2 separate regions of the Mus musculus genome follow, and region 1 is linked to region 2. Evidence: chromatin contacts called from public Micro-C data. All regions are on one chromosome and are shown on one strand. Each heading gives the region's core, a stretch centred on a gene start, on an enhancer-like site or on the middle of the called end of the contact. The rest is flanking DNA. Distances are from core to core; before and after follow the strand shown. Region 1 holds the start of AI197445 (expressed sequence AI197445). Region 2 has its middle 120 kb from the start of Gm31715.

Region 1 (5,319 bases), core at 886-3,385, 140 kb after region 2:
TGCCACTGTGCCTTTCATCAGACACTACATCCTATTGATTATTCCAACTAAATATTGAACCACTACAGAGTGTGTTCAGACAGAATATGGTAAAGGAATATAAATGAATAAGGCTCATTACTTTATATTCATTCCTGTTACTTCCATCTTCAGCTGGGGCTTTCTTTGGCTTTTTTTTATTTCAAATGTACAGAAAGTTGAAAGAAATTATAATGAACACTCATATACCACCCCCACCCCCAGATTCATCTACCATAAGCAAGAGTATGTTGCTTCTTTCTCTGGAAATGCATGTGAGCACACGCACTTTTAAAATGTCGTGAACCATTTGAAAGCAAAAACAGACATTGTGACACACCATTTCTTAAGGTGTATGAAATTCTTGAAGAGCAAATTCTTTGCCATGGCTCTCTTTAGAGAAAACTATCTATAGATATAAGACATATAGATATTATGGGTTGGCTTTAGGGAGCACACAAAATCATTCACAAAACTTTCAATGTATGAACAATTTTCTTGGGGCCTGGGATACCTGTGGATCTTCTTCAGAGCTTCATACCATCCAAACCAATATTGACTCCCTTCAGGGTCATCCTCTTTATTCCAAATAGGACAATTATGTGATGAAGTTTGAGTTTTCAGCTACCTTAGGCTGATGATAATTCAGACGCTTTTAACATCATTAATTGGCTTTTTATTAGCTACCAGAGAGGATTAGCGTTCCTTAGAAGGGCACACAGCCTTTGTAACCATGTCTCCACTGTGCAGCCAGTCTCTCTTCCACTGTCACAGGTCCCTAGGCTAAATTCCCACTCTGAGCTTCATGGACTCTGCCCTCCACACTTCTTACTCCTTACTTTTGAGCGGTTTCTATTTCCTTCAAGCTCCACTTGCCGTGGAGCATCCTTCTAACGCTCCCCACAGCTCTTTCTGTCTCTACTGTGAACATTCATGGATGGCATTACTTGCCGAATTTACTCCACCTATGTGTTTGCACAGCTTCATGCTCTGTGATGTTGAGAAGCACTCAACATACACATTACTAGATAAATATATAACAGAAAGATCTCACATCCCACCTAGTCACCTGAGCCCTCCAGGTCGGTTCCTGATTCTGTTTCCTGAAGGAGGCTTGCCTGGTCTCAAACACCTGACTTCACTTTCACCAAAGACTTTTTGATCCAAGAGTAGCAACTCATGCCTGTAATTCCAGCACTCGAGAGATGGAAAGTAGAAGAGACTGAGACTGGTCTGGGTTTCTGAATAAATTCCAGGGCATCCTAGGCTAGAATGAGAATCTGTCATCAACAAACAACCGAACTCAGAAAACAAAACAACCCACCACCACCACCACCACCCCCAACACACACACACACAACACACACACTTTTGGGTCCCTGCTCAAGTGACACTCTGTGGTCTTCTAGTTTTCACAGACTGACCTGTTGGCACATCTTTACTATCTCTTGGCTATCCAAATGTGACCACTTGAATAGACAGCCCTATATCCATGCATGGGGAAGCAACAGATAGTCCAAGAAATAGACATCTGTACAGGCACTGGGACACTAAAAATGGCACAAAGGGGGATGGATCAGTTTGAAAGTCAAGAGGAAAAAGCCCCAAGGCTTACTCTGGAGACCATTGTTATTTGGAATAGAATGCAATGCCATCCCCAACTGAAATATAGAAGCTATCATTGGGACACATGACCTTGAACTGGGAGGGAAGCGGGGGCAGGAGCTCAAGGCTGTGTTCTTTGATTTTTTTCCAGGTGACTTCAATGTACCTTTCCAACATTGGCACAAACACTGCTAATCTAGAAATCAGATCCTGACTTGCAAGGTGGCAAGCAGCTGGCCCTTTGGCTAGCAGCCAGGTCTGCAGCACAAGTAGAAACTTGCCAAGGAAAATAGAGCAGCAGGTTGAGGTTGGGGTTCATTCTGTCACGGGTCCCTTTGAATGTAGAAGGAGCTGCCCAAGAGAAGATTCTGCCCCACCCCCTGGGTGGGGTGGGGCCAGGGAGTGGAGGAGGATTGGCTAGGATTCAGAGGAGATGGGCTGGAACTTCCTGCTGAGCCTCCAATTCTCCAGGGAACCCCTCCCCGCACCCCCCACCCGGCCTCCCAGCCCCCACTCCACCCATGACTGTTTGTGTTGGGAGCTGCTTCGAGGCTGCTGAGCTGTCGACTAATGTCAAGGCTGACCTCAGCTGGCAGCGCCCTTCTCCTACTTCCCTGGTGAGTTGTTCCCCATGGGATGTTAGCCCATCTGCTTTTAGAAATGTGGCTGTCCCCAGCCTGTGTGGCCCCCCTCCCGGCTCCCCATCACTATCTCCTGGCTCAGCAGCTGGAATGCTGAGGCCACAGTGAGCGATGTCTCTGCACAGATTCAATCCCCTGTGCTCCAATCAGAATGTATTACCAGGCAGGGCGCGTCAGCTCGGCGATTTGGCTTCAACAATAAATCTCCTTGCTTTCATGAGTTTAAATCAGACTTTAAAACATCGCCCTTAATGTTCTTTTAATGCAGTTTTCTTCTGAATGAGTTCCCTTTAGGTCCAGTCCTTGTCATTAAGACACTCTCTTGGCAAAGGAAGGAGGGCTTCTTCGAAGAAAATCCTGCCAGTTTAGGAAACCAGTTGAATTGCCTTGGTGATGCCAGGAGCCTCTTTCGAATTTTATAAGGACACTTGAGAAAACAAAACTCTCTGACTGTAAATTTAATTTTCTCTTGACAGCTTCAGTGTCTCTGCAACCCCAGACGTTATCCATTACTTCTCTCTTCTGTAATTAAAAATCAAGGGATGGGGGGGGAAATGTACAGGATTAACAACTTCTAATTTTCATTGATGAACTCTAAGAGCTTATCGATAATGGGATCAGAAAAGCCGCCTCGCCTAAGCTTCATTTTTCTAGGTCGGCTGGTTTTAATGGAGGATCAAGCCCAGGGTGAAAAATATTCTGGCTTTCTAAAGAGTCCCAGTGCTAAAGTTAGGGAGAAGGGCAGGGCAGACCCACCGGAGCCTGCGGCAGGAGGTAGCTGAGAAACAGGCTGGCCTTGCCAGTTTCACAGACTCAGCATTCGGGCTTGGGGAGCTGATTACGGGGGAAGATTAAAAGGCTGTCATTCACACACATGTTCCTCTGCTGTGGATGGCTTCAGTAAGAGAGGGGCTTGCACGTATCTGCTTAGGCGGAAGAAGGATATTTCCAATTAAAAGAATATTGGTGGTAATTTCTTTTGAGTTATATATTTGTAGATAACGCTCTATCATGGGATGAGGGCATCCATCCTGTTTATTACCCACAGGGATGTAGTTGAACATGGGTTTCTCAGAGAGATGCTGAGCTGGTCGATAGTATCTGGCTGCATCATCTCAAACGCTGTGACACACAGTCTCACAGCAATGGTGACAGGCATTTGACAGGAATGGCTATTAACATGCACGGATTCCATGAAGCACCCAAGGACAGGAGATGAGTTAAGATGTTCCTTTTAAAGGTAAAGCACAGATACAATGAAGCCTTGGTGAGTGACCTTGAGGTTCTTCTGTAGCAGACGGGCCTCTGCCGTGTGCAAACGGGCTGGGAGTCTGAGGTTCAGGCAGAAATCGGGTGATCTGGTCCCATCGCTTTCTTGCTCAGAGCTGGAAATGTCAGAGCATCTCTAGGGACCCAAAATGTACAGGACAGCAGAAAAAGCCAGAAGTCCGAGATTCTGTCAGAACAATGCCAACTTGATTGGCATCCTTGGGAGATGCTTAAAGCAAACCTAGGAAATCCCAGACAGCTAGGATGTTGCTTTCTGCAAGGTCCCCTGTTCTGGGTATTCTACCATCCCCCTTAGCAGCTGATCTACCTTCCCATCAGAACAAGCTCCATTGTCACAGAATTAAAATGTTGAAGGTATCTACAGCACTAAGACCCGTGGAGATGACACGTGAGTCAGGTAAGGATGTGGACTAGCCAATGGTCAAGCCTGAATGCCAGGCTTATAGTCCATGTGACACTGGGCACAACAACTTTTCTGCAAGATGAAAATCACTTTGGCTCCATCTCATGGGGGTTCTTATGAGCCTTAAATGAATAAATATGCCTAGGGTGTGTGAAATAGTGTCCACAATCTAGAAAACATCCAATCTTCCTGCCTCAGCCTTTCAAGGACTGGGATCAGAGCTTCTGAAACCACACCCCTGATCCAGCTCAATCATTTTTAATCAGAGACTTGGAGGCAGGGGTTGGGGCAGAGTAGTTACTGTAGCATATAATGTGATCCTATGGGGAACATACATGGATGCTTTTCATTTTAATTACTAAATATTTATATGTGATAAGAAAAATTATATGCCAATTATTTCCTGGACACTGTTGATTAGAGAGATAAATCCTCAAAATGTGAACAGATTCAAGAACCTGTGCGATTAAATATGGGCAAATTACAACACAAGCTGCATCGTGAAAGATAGGGAGACTGGCAGGAGCCTTCGGGGGCTCGAGGGCTGGGGAGAGTAACCTTGGTGCAGGAGGAAAGATGATGCTAGAATGGGTGGTAAGAGCATAGGGTTTCATATGATGTGTTGTTAAGTTTGGACTTTGTCCCAGAGGTGAAAGAATGTAGTTGTTTGAGAACTCTGTATTTAACACAGAGAGCTGATTGAGATGGCGTTGCCCATTACGAGATGATAGGAATAATGATAATGGAATGTAGGCATATATTTTTCACAATTTATTTTAATAAGGGTTCAAATTCCTTTCTAGTCTACCAACCACCAGAGATAGAAGAAAAGAAAGGTTATTAAGGAGAGTGGGCCTGTTTAGAAATAGTTCTTTGAGGTGACTCCAGTCTTCATTGCTCTCAGTCCAGCCCCCTAGCAAATATCCCACACGAGCCAGCAGCTGCAGACCAGTCCACGACGAATCAGCAAGTGCAGTCCAATCCAGAAGAAACCGCAAGGCTTGCTGACTGGCCTGAGTCCGTGGAAGGAAGCTCATGAGAAGTTCTTTGTCGAGTTTCTCTCTATGAAGCCAAGCTCAGCAACACAATGATGTAAGGCGAACAATACATGTGTGTCCTTAGTGAAGATTAGCGAACGAACAAGGCAGAGCAAAGCAAACCAATGCTTGAGCCCCCACTATCTGTGGGGTCATGTTTATCTTCCATCTAAACATCATGCCTCCTTTCACATGTCTGCTATAGCAAAACATCCTTTCACCTGTGTGCCCCAGCAAAACATTATTTGACATAACTGAAGTTTCTACTTCAATAGAGAGTGAGGAACACATGAAATCAAGGCATCTCTGAAAGGCAGGATGCTGA
Region 2 (5,137 bases), core at 288-2,787:
TGCCATTTTTTAATGCAGCAAATAGCAGTGCCATAAAAAGAGACTTTTGGAAGAGTAAGAGACTTTATGAAAATATACATACTCATACTTTTAACATTCAGCTATTGAGTTCCAATTAAGACCTTCCATAAGTATGTATTTTTTTTGTCTTTAGGTACTCATTAGTTGTTTTATATTTCTCCATTTCCTACCACTAAAGTTTCACTTCTTGAGAGGCCAGATGAAGAATGTTATGGAGGGTGATGGAGAGCTTGACAAGAGAGGTTTCTGTTGACTGACAGTGGAAACCTAGTTGGAGCAGATTGAAAAAGAACACTGGGAGGCATGTGGCTGGAGAGACGACTGAATACATAGAGTATTTGTCTGTATTTGATTCCTGGCATCCACATCGTTGGTTGAAGGAAAGGAATGGGCTCCTGCAGGTCAACCTGTGACTCCCACACCTACACATGTCATGCATTCCTCAATACATATGATTTTTAAAAACCTGGGCATGCATGGTGATCTGCCTATAATCCCTAGCTTAGGAGAAGTAAGGAGATTCCCCAAGATATGCTGGCTAGAGGTGTAGCTAGACCAGTCAAATCCCAAGTTTCTGGTTTAATGAGAGTTTCTGCCTCAGTGAATGAAGGAGAGAACGACTGAGGGGGATGCTCAATGTCAACTCTTGGTCTTCACATGGATGCTATTCTCACATGTGTGACATACCCCCCACACACACACACACACAGAGAGAGAGAGAGAGAGAGAGAGAGAGAGAGAGAGAGAGAGAGATGAGGAAATGGTAGCAGCATGCAGATGTGGGCCTCAGTATTTACAGGTTTTGTACCTGCGTAGTCCATTAAGCACAGACTAAAGATATTGAGAGAAAAAGGTCTAGATGAACCGTGTCCAAGCCCTTTTCATCATTGTCATTATTTCCTAAAGAAAATCATATGCCAACTATCTATATTAGCAGCAATCTAGAGATAGTTTTAAGAACATAGGATGATGTTTGTAGATTATATGCAGATATGTCTTAAGGGACATGTGCATCCATGAGTTTTGGTATTCATGAGCTTCCTGGAACCCATGCCTCAAGATTATTGAGGGAAAAGAGTATTTACATCTCTTATGAGAATTATTGTTTTAAGAAAAGGCAAAAAGCCCCCGCCACAGAACCAAAAACAAAAATAGGAAAAGAAAAAAGAGGTAGTTGCTGGTACGTGAACTCTAGAGAGAGACTCTTTTCTAAGAAGGTAGACATTCTAAGACTCACTGTATCTGAAGAAAAATATAGATATAGGTTACCATATATTCAGAGTTTTCGCCAAAAGGCTGAGGCCAGCTTATAGATCTCGGGCTCATTTTATCAAGAGCAAAACTACCTTACATGCCCTGTGTCTTTAAGCAGAGCTGCCAGGGTGGAGGAGGCCCAGGAACACTCCTTTTTTTTTTCTGCCAAGTTAGCAAGCTTTGATTCAAGAGACCATACCATCCCAGAACTGGCCAGTCATAGCATCCTAACCTCTCATTAAACCAACTGTGGAGTCTGAGGCTTAGCAGAGTTAGACTTGAAACTTTGCTCTCAGAATTCTACTGGGTAAGGATTTAGAACGTGGCTTTGGGACCTAAAAATACCTCTGAGTGGAATTATGCCATAGTTTATTAGTTGCATAACCCCCAAGGCAAGTTATCCTTGGTTTTCACATCAGCTGAATGACAGAACTCTACACTATTTCAACAAATAAGCATTGGAATGAGGCATTTTCTTCTACAATTGTAAAATTAAACCAAGAGAAGACAAGTGCTTCGTCCAGTGATGGGTATTAGGGTAAGCACTGATTCACGTTGGCCATTTGCATGCATAGAAATGAAATGTTATAAACTTGCATGTACAGAAAAATTCTAAAAATGTTATGGATACTTCTACAAATGGGATATAATAAACACCAGAGAAAGCACACAGGCCACAATGTTTAGTCTAAGTCTTGCTAAGCGTGTAACTAGCTGTAGTCACTGTGCTCATAGACTCTTACTCATGGTTGACTCAAGTCTAAGGCCTTTTTCCAAGGCCTGTTTGGCCTGCCCATGTGCAATGGTTATCTTCTCTATGAAAACTTCAGAGTCACCTCCCTCCCACATGGACGCAGGATACCCCTGTTCTCTCTTGCTCTTTGAAGCTAGCCAGGAGTTTAAATTTGCTGGTTGTGGCTACGGGTTGCCAGGAACAAAAACCAATCGTCTTTCAATGGCTTCAGAATTGCCTGACAGGAACAGAATGAGTGCAACAAAGCTGTGGACCCGGGCAGAAAGGCTGAGGGACAGGAAAGGAAAGCTATCTTTGCCAGCTCTTCCCAGAGCTATAAATGTACTCACTTTCAGCGGGCTGGCCAGACGCTGCCTCTGCTTCTTTGGGTAGGTGTCCTCCTTTCTTGTTGCCCCATATTCTGCTTCTTGACATTATCACAGATTCTGTTTGTAGTAGTCCAAGTAGCTTAGGATGTTTGTTCTCTCCCTTGGGAACCCAATTCCCCCCTTTGAAAAAAGAAATTTCCCAGTCACCACTTTGCTTAAACCATGTTTCCAATGTTAGTTTTCTTCTCGCTGGAGATGAGCAAGGCAGGGCAGAATTAAAACCCAAAGAACAGCATAAGTTAATTGGAGTCTGAAAAGATCAGGATACTCAAAGCTCAGCTTGATAAAACCCCATAGGGTTTGGAAATGAGTCTTATGGGATCCAAAAAATAAAATAAATAAAATTTAAAAACCTGTTTCCTATTGCCCCAGGGATCCACTTACCAACTTTCTATAGTAATCTTTGAACTTCTGAACTACAATCAAAGGCTTAGTTTAAATAAACAATATATTTATGCTTCTACTTTACATATACTGCTGAAAAAGTGGCTGAGATGCAAAATAAAAGTTTTATAATCTTCTTAGTTATATAAACTGTACTATAGTGGAAAATATTGTGCCAAGATGCCTGACTTTTTTTGGCTATAACTGACATATACATAATTTTATCTTTCTCAGTTAAACACACACACAAACACACACACACAGTGTAAGCTAATGTACCCTCTAAAGTGGAAACTTAAGGGTTCTTTGGAGAGTCAGTTGTGTTGGATGATGTTCTGCTAGGGCAAATGTGAAGGTGTGCTTTCCTGAAGCAGAAACAGGTGAAAGGATGTTCTTCTAAAGCAAGCACATGAAAAGACACATGATGAAGAATTCTTTGATAACAACAGGCATGTAGTGGTCCACCTTATATTGCATAGTTGAGCTCCATTTGTTGGGACTCCATAGAGAGAAACACACAAAAACAAAAACAAAACTGGTGGTATGCTTGCAGCATCTTGCTGCTTCCTTGGACTTGGGCCAAGTGGCAAAGTGATGTCAGCTGAGACAGACTCTCGTGGAGTTTTGCTAAGACAGACACACATGCTGAGGCAAGACATGTGATGAGGTAAGACCCATTAAGGACACATGGTGCTTGGAGGGATTATAAATAGGACTCAAGGGACTGTGAGAGAGGCTTATTGGTAGATCTTGCTGTACAATGCTTCTTGGTCTCTCGTCTTCACTGATCTTTACTTCGCTGAGAGAGGCATGGCAGTGAACTTCTAGTGTTCCTGCTGGTCCCAATGTCTCCTGCTGAGTCATGCAGATTCAGCTGAGGCCTGCCTGTTCCTCCTAGGTCATACTGCTATCCTAACACCACTGAACTGGACCGCTGGTCCAGGAAGTGTCTGCAAGTGGATCAAGCTGCCACTGCTGACCTGTGAACTGAACTGCTGATTTCCTGCCACCACAGATGGGATCTGCTCCAAAGAACTATTTCTAAACAGGTCCACTTCGCCCATATCCTAGTAACTTTCTTTTCCACTACCCATGGTGGGTGGTTGGCTAGAAAGGAGGTTAAAGCAATTAAGAACCATCATTAAAAGTAGGCTTTGAAAAAATTAAAGTTATAACCCTCTCTATAGTTTTTCTTTTCGTTTTCAAAATTTGCTCCTAGAATGAGGAGATAGCTCATTTGGTAAAAACATCTTTTGTACAAGCGTGAGAACTGGAGGTGGGATCCCTGGAACTCTTAAATAAAAGCCCAGGAATGATGGCCCATGTTTATAACCCTTCTGCAGCACGGATGAATCTGCAGAACTCACTGACCAGTCCGTGTAGTCAAACAGTAAACCCTGAGCTCAGTGAGATGGCTTGTCTTAAAACCTAAGGTGTAGAAAGCTTGAGAAATCAGCCTATGGCTTCCATATGCATGAGCACATGTGCATATGCACCCTCATGTACATGTGGTGCATTCATATAAACATACCACACACATATGTGCACAGGCACACACACCTTACTTCGGCTTTTAAAAAAACTGTTGCTGGCACTGAGGAAGTCCTCTAAGCTTCAAGTGGTAATAAATTTGATAAAGAATGTATTGGGAGTGATCATGACACAAATAAGAACTACCATGCTGGGCTTCAGGGTAATGGGGAATAGAACAGTTCACCTTTAGTTTATCAGCTGAATTTCAGCTCAGAATCTAATGATAAAAAGCCATTACCCGCTGAAGGTCCATGGTCTTTGGAGAAATGAGTATAGTCATTTCAGCTCCAACTCCAAACAGCCCAGAGTCTCCATCAGCATGGCTGCCATTGCAATCACAGCTAATTGTCACTAGTGCTGTGGAAACCAGGATTGGATGAGAAGGCAGACTGAAATCACTTCGAGTGCACCATGCAAGGTAGCCCTTGAGGAGCCAAAGGCTGCCTCTGCCAAGGCTGATGTCCCCTTTGAAATTTAGAGGAAATGAATGTAAGACCTGAAAATGTCTACTCATTAGTTCAGTTACAGAGACTTTCTTTCCATACAGATTAGTGTTTTAATAACAGTTGCCATTCGAACTATATTTTATTAAAATTCCCATCTGTGTTGGGGCCATGAACAAGGTCAAGGTAAAATCAGTCATTCTATTTCCATACTTGGTTGAACCCTTCCATTTCTAGGGAGAATCCAGCATCTCTGTGGACAGCTAGTACTAACTTGAGAGAATATCTTAACTACTGCTTATTCTGGTAACAAAAGTCACTGCTGGTCCTTTAAAAGAGCATTATTTGAAGAGCTTTAAAAATTGGCTTTAGTTGGTCAT

The links. Hi-C and Micro-C count contacts between places; a contact is called where the count stands out from the background.
Region 1: a Micro-C map of stem cell-derived neural progenitor cells shows a contact between it and region 2, with 4 times the contacts expected there. The contact joins the promoter of AI197445 here to the enhancer-like site in region 2. A contact is called at or near these places in 44 of 484 Hi-C or Micro-C datasets (the AtT-20 cell line, the BV-2 cell line, the C2C12 cell line and 30 more) and 2 of 115 datasets of contacts at active chromatin or transcription factors (bone marrow-derived dendritic cells and neural progenitor cells).

Annotation. Positions count from the first base shown.
Region 1 is chr13:107,467,687-107,473,005 of GRCm38.p6, forward strand. It overlaps AI197445 (expressed sequence AI197445), which reads left to right and starts at 2,136. Exons shown (of 3, transcript NR_045083.1): 1 at 2,136-2,240; 2 at 4,761-5,319.
Region 2 is chr13:107,327,199-107,332,335 of GRCm38.p6, forward strand. No RefSeq gene overlaps it. Among named protein-coding and RNA genes, the nearest start is that of Gm31715, 120 kb to the left of the region's middle. Within about 2 kb of position 1,538, at least 18 of the 459 cell types and tissues checked have an H3K27ac peak or open chromatin away from gene starts, as enhancers often do. A contact at or near this core is called in the C2C12 cell line, the NIH/3T3 cell line, embryonic fibroblasts and 1 more, where this site is marked.